Regions from separate parts of the Mus musculus genome. Here region 2 is linked to region 1. A link is a contact called in public HiChIP or PLAC-seq data. All regions are on one chromosome and are shown on one strand. The core of a region is the stretch at or near the end of the contact, and the rest is flanking DNA. Distances in the headings are between cores, read along the strand shown. Region 1 has its middle 3.9 kb from the start of Gm24464. Region 2 holds the start of Mill2 (MHC I like leukocyte 2).

What was found. HiChIP or PLAC-seq counts read pairs in DNA pulled down with a chosen protein or histone mark.
Region 2: an H3K27ac HiChIP or PLAC-seq map of embryonic stem cells shows a contact between it and region 1, with 2.1 times the contacts expected there. The contact joins the promoter of Mill2 here to the enhancer-like site in region 1. A contact is called at or near these places in 2 of 39 promoter capture datasets (liver and second pharyngeal arch cranial neural crest), 1 of 484 Hi-C or Micro-C datasets (embryonic stem cells), 3 of 115 datasets of contacts at active chromatin or transcription factors (embryonic stem cells and epiblast stem cells) and 3 of 9 other capture datasets (adipose tissue, embryonic stem cells and liver).

What each region holds. Positions count from the first base shown.
Region 1 is chr7:18,747,774-18,750,473 of GRCm38.p6, forward strand. No RefSeq gene overlaps it. Among named protein-coding and RNA genes, the nearest start is that of Gm24464, 3.9 kb to the left of the region's middle. Within about 2 kb of position 1,423, at least 45 of the 459 cell types and tissues checked have an H3K27ac peak or open chromatin away from gene starts, as enhancers often do. A contact at or near this core is called in embryonic stem cells and epiblast stem cells, where this site is marked.
Region 2 is chr7:18,838,707-18,841,589 of GRCm38.p6, forward strand. Mill2 (MHC I like leukocyte 2) reads left to right here and starts at 1,260. Exons shown (of 6, transcript NM_153761.3): 1 at 1,260-1,385; 2 at 2,764-2,808. The coding sequence starts at 1,286.

The DNA.
Region 1 (2,700 bases), core at 173-2,672:
CATCTTTAGAATCAATATTAGAAGCATTACTATCATATTACGAAGTTTGGCTGCCAACTTATACCTATGAATGCATGACAGTGAAAGCTTTAAATCTTATCTTTAAATTTACTTTCTAGGATAAGAATCACCTTAAATATTATCTCATCTAGAAGTATCTTAGGAGGCCCAGTTTTTTGGCCCTCTTATGCCACGTGTTAGAAAAGACTCCCGAATTGCCAATTTAAGGCTAACCTTCTGTTACCAATGTAATAATTATTTAATCCTAACCAATAACTTATGAAATGATTGTGAAGACAGGCAGAGCACATTTCCAGTAAAAACCAAATGAAGCAGCTACACTTAGATTCAATCAGAGAATATTAATTTTTCTAACTATAATTATAAAATAAAAAGCACTTTGTCATTAACTAAACTCAATAATCACGATTGCAGAGAATTTTCTTACAAAAAAAAAATCTATCAGCTATTTCGCCCCCAAACTATGAGGCTGCAGACTCCCCTTTTTTAAAAAAACAGTTTTTCCAGCAGGGGCCCTCCTGCTGTGCCTGATCCTGGCTAAAGTGTGTGGCCCCTCTAGGCTTTGCTATACCAGCAGAGAAAGTATTAGCCATCTTTTATTTTCCAAAATGAAAACACAGAAAATTCAGTCATTCAGATGACTAGACATGAACACACATGAATTGAACACATGGACAGACCGGTGCACCAGACATTAGACAAGACCTTAGACAAAAACACAAAGAAGGCTGCTGTAGGACCCAGAGAGAATAAAGCATGGCGTCCCCTAAAATTTCTCTCTGCTTCTGGGACATTTTCCTCCCACCTGATGCAGTTCTTATACTGCGGCCAATCTGCCTGATTGTTAAATCCAAACCCTTTTACCTCTCTCATCTAAAAAGCAGCTTCTGGAAGCTGCGGCTAACTGCCTGTTACATTCCTAGATCCCGTATCTCACTGCTGAACCTAAGTGAATCCAGCGCGCGGGTTTAGCGCTGTTCCAGCTTAGCCCGTACCATACCTAGCAACCTTTTTGCCTGTTGCTTCTCATGTTCCGGTACGAATTTTCTTTAATTATTTTCTTTTTCCATGGAGCTCCAAACCAGCAGTGTTTCTTCCAAATGTCCTCTGCCATTCCCACGCCCCGCATTGTTTTGCCAAATTGTTGGGGCCGGCCTGCGGCTCTCAGGTCTGGGTTCGAGCCTGGGAGGCATCTTGGAGCTGAAAGAAAGGGAAACTAGGCAGAAGAGAGAGAGAGAGAGATGGATTCTGATCAAGGCTCAATGATTGATGATAAAATCTGCGCTTATAAAGAGGGGATCCCATCCTTCAGGCAGGCGGCAGGCAGTATCACATCAAAGGAGAGGGATGAGAAGCAGCACGGCAGGTGGCTCCGCCTCAGTGCCGGACAGTCTGAACCAGCCTGTCTAGGCTGAAGGAGGTTACAGTCAATGTTCACAGTAAGTGACTGTCTTGCTTCCCAATGCTGGGTGTGTCTTACTCTACTTCATATGTTCGTTGTGAGGAGTGGGTTGTGCCTACTCTCTCTACCAGTGCATTGTGCCTTCAGAATGGCATTTGGGCACTTAGTGCAGTGCACATATGGGGTGGACCAACAACATTAGAACCTCTCACCTGTCTTTTCATGGAGAGTTATCCATCCTGTGCTGGGTAAACTCAGCCTATGAATGTCAGACTCAGACATGACCCTTGGGCCTCTCAACATCCCCATAGCCCTATTATAGACTCTGTGGGTTTTGGATAAGCCCTAGCTGAGGAAGCCATGGAGTCCACAGAGCACCAGGAAGCCTTGGCTGCAAATCTCTGTGATGGTTAGACTACAAGTGACACTGGGAAATGGTTTTTCATTGGTTAGTTTTGGATTCCTGTTACAGCTGACATGGTACAAGGCTGTCATGGCATGTGTTGCTATCTAGTGCACTGTCATGAGAGCCACAGTTATGATAGTTACCCTGGGCATCTTCCACAGAGACTCATCCAGGAATACATAGCTGGACAGGACAATCTGGGTTCCCAGGCCATCACCAGCTGTTTGGATGGCCTTATGAGACTCACAGGAAGCTCAGGATTTCCAAGGTTATGGAAAAAGGACACAGGCCCTATTGCGAAGTGTTTGTCCTCTGATGCGCTCTTCCTGGAATTTTTTTCCTGCTGGCAAAATGTTCCAGAGTTGCTAACTGGAGAGCACACAGAATGAGGTGCAATTCCATTGCTGCTCACTAGATGGTGCAGTAACTCAGCCCAAGGCTTCAGAGTCTGCCCAGTCTCCTAAGGCTCTTACCGTGATCAGAATGGCAGAAAACTCAGAAAAGCAATTTCAGGAACCATGCGCTTAGGGTGTAGCTGAAAGGAAATAAAACTGTGATTCATGTAATGTATGTCAAATAGCCCAAAGAGTTGTTTGTGAGCTTTGAAAACCTGGGGCTGAGAACATAGCAGAACAGACCAGGACATGCCCGGGCAGGCCCATCGCCTCCCTATCTCCCACCCCTCTGACCTAAGTTAAATGTTACAGGCTGCTAATGTTTAAATGGACCAATCATGTGAAACCGCGCCAATTCCTCCCCCAGCCCCACTCCTTTTCTATAAAAACCCCTAGCTTCCAAGCCTCGTGGTTGAATCCACTGTCTCCTGTGTGAGATACGTTTCGACCCGGAGCTCCGCAATTAAAATACCTTG
Region 2 (2,883 bases), core at 10-2,509, 91 kb after region 1:
CTACTTAAGTGTTTGCCTTTATAAGACTTGGCTTAAGCCGGGCGTGGTGGCGCACGCCTTTAATCCCAGCATTCAGGAGGCAGAGGCAGGTAGATTTCTAAGTTCGAGGCCAGCCTGATCTACAGAGTGAGTTCCAGGACAGCCAGGTCTATACAGAGAAACCCTGTCTCGAAAAACCAAAAAAAAAAAAAAAGACTTGCCTTAGTCATGGTGTCTCTTCATAGCAATGGAAACCCTAACTAAGACAGGAACTAACTAAAGAAGGTGAGAACCTGGATGCAGGAGCTGATACAGAGGCCACAGAGGAATACTGCATACTGGCTTGCTTCCCATGGCTCACTCAACAACTTGCTTTCTTATAGAACACAGGACCACCAGCCCAGGGTTGTCACCACCCACAGTGGGCTGGGCCCTCCCTCATTGATCACTAAGTGAAAAAAATAAAATAAAATGCCTTACAGATGGATCTCCTGGAGGCATTTCCTCAACTGAGCCTACTTTCTTTCTGATGACTCTAGACTGTATCAAATTGGCACACAAAACCAGCCAGTACAGCCAGTGTTAGCCCTTTAGCATAAATGAAAATGGAATAGAATTAAAAATCACATACGGAAAATAGAGCATTATTGTCATCATAAGAATGTTAGTGTAGTCTCCTGGCATAAACGGTGCACACCTTTAATCCCAGCACTTCAGAGGCAGACGGCAGATCTCTGTGAGTTCAAGGCTAGCCTGGTCTAAAAAGAGAGCTCTGGGATAGCCAGGGCTGTTACACAGAGAAATCCTGACTCAAAACAACAAAAAAGCTTCCATCCCAGTTAACACTATTTAAACAATGTTAGTTTAGATTTGTTAATTCTCAGGCAATTAGTTACTGACCTGGGCTGTGTTCATCTTGCATTCAATTCCCCTTCTGAGCTGGCAAAGGACTATTACAGAAGCTACAAGGTATGGACCCTTCGGACATCCTTCAACATCCCTTCAGCTGTGTTCACCAGTCTGTTCAAACTACTTTTGATGGTGATTCATTTGACAATATCAGGAGGAATCTGTTGGTGTAAGAGATATCGGAGTGTCTTAGAAGACATTCAGATGTGAGTAACTCATCTGACCTTAAAAATAAAAAGAGGAGTGGTGGTACACAACTTTAATCCCAGCAGAGGCAGCAGATCTCTGGTCTACAAAGTGAGTTCTGAAGACAGCCAGGACTGTGTTCTCGTCACTTAGCTGATGGGTGGAGCTCTGAAGGGAGGAGTATGTTTGCACAAAACTCCATTTGAGAAAAATGAAAGCCAGTTCTGGAAAGCCCAGAGAATTCAGACCAGCAGTCCTACTGTTGATCTTAGGGCTGCTCCTTAGAGACTCACGGGGATCCAGCATCCAAGGTGAGCTCTGGGCAGGATGGGGACCATCCCTGTAAGCAGGGGAGGGATGAGTCACACTGTTTAAATGAGTGAAATTAGAGTGTACATAGAGAAATGGCTGTCCCAAGGAACCAAACTAGGGAAGTCACAACGGAGAGGGAGACAGAGGAAAGGGGGAAGAAAAAGAGAGTGTGTGTGTGTGCACAGAGAGAGAAGAGGACCAGAAATGTTTGGATTATAAAGGAAAATAATAATCTTCTGGGGGAGGAGAAGCCCAGACCCTGGGCTGGAAAATTCAGAGTAGAGGTCCGGGTGTGCTAGGTAGGTAGGGACTGAGGGATACCGGGAGAACCTAGGGGCTAGGTCTGCTTTGGTGTGTAAAATAGGCGGCACAGCCCCTGCTCTCTGCTCTGAATCCCAACCGTAAGGAATAGGTCAGAGCGCATAGGCACAGGAAAGAGTACGGGAGGGAGAGGCAAAGGGTGGAGCGGAGGAAACTGAAACTGGAGGAAGGCTTAGCAAGCCCAGCAGCCTTCGTAAAACATTCCCCGAGCTGACATAAGTGGGGCGTGGGGTTACATTGGGGAGCCTTTATTGTCAGCTGGAGGACACATGACTATTGGAGTACGCGGTCTACCACCGGAAGCCCCTGCAAGAAGGAACAGGCAGCCCTTTTCTAGACCTCAGTGGGTGGCCTTCTTAGGAGAAAAGGGATGTCTGCAGGGGAAGACTACAAAAAAAGGCCTGACACAGAGACCGGGGGGGGGGGGGGCGGGGCGGGAGGAGGAGCATTTAGTGTCCCTGCCCTGAAGAAACTCCCAGAAGAAACAGGGAGTTGGTGAGTGTCTGCACACCATGGGCAGAGGTCTGGATGCTGTGTCTGGAGAGGACCTGATTGGTGTCTTTGCTCATTGTCAGGTTACAGTGACTGTGAAGCCCGAGAAAACTGAGGATTAAGAGTGGTAGGGGCCTGTGATGAGACAAGCTGTGGAGGGTGTCTGTCTGTCTGGGAACTATCTGAGCAAGTATCAGGGAGGAGCTGGGGGCGGAGTAGAAGCTCAAAACACTCAACTGAGACTCTTCCCCCTCCAGTCCTTGGTTCCAGGGGTAGCTATAGAAGATTGTTCTTTTAATATCTGGAATAATTATTTTTATTGTTGTTGTCTCTTGCTTGTTGTTTGAGACAGGGTTTCACTGGGTAGCCCTGGCTATCCTGGGACCAGGCTGGCCTTGAATCCATAGAGCTCTGCCTGGCTGGCTAGCTAGAATTAATTTTCTCAATAGGAAATAGTGTGTGTGTGTGTGTGTGTGTGTGTGTGTGTGTGTGTGTGTTGCAACAGGTATGCAGGATATGCACAGGACAGAACAGCAAGGATCTTCCTCTACTCTCCTGAAACAGGGTTTCTGGCTGACGTGGAGGTTCATGGTTCCAGCAGGCTGACCAGTGAGTTTTCAGGACTGCCTGTCTCTGCTCCTCAAAGCTGTGGGAGGAGGGGTTACGGGAATGCACAGCCATGCT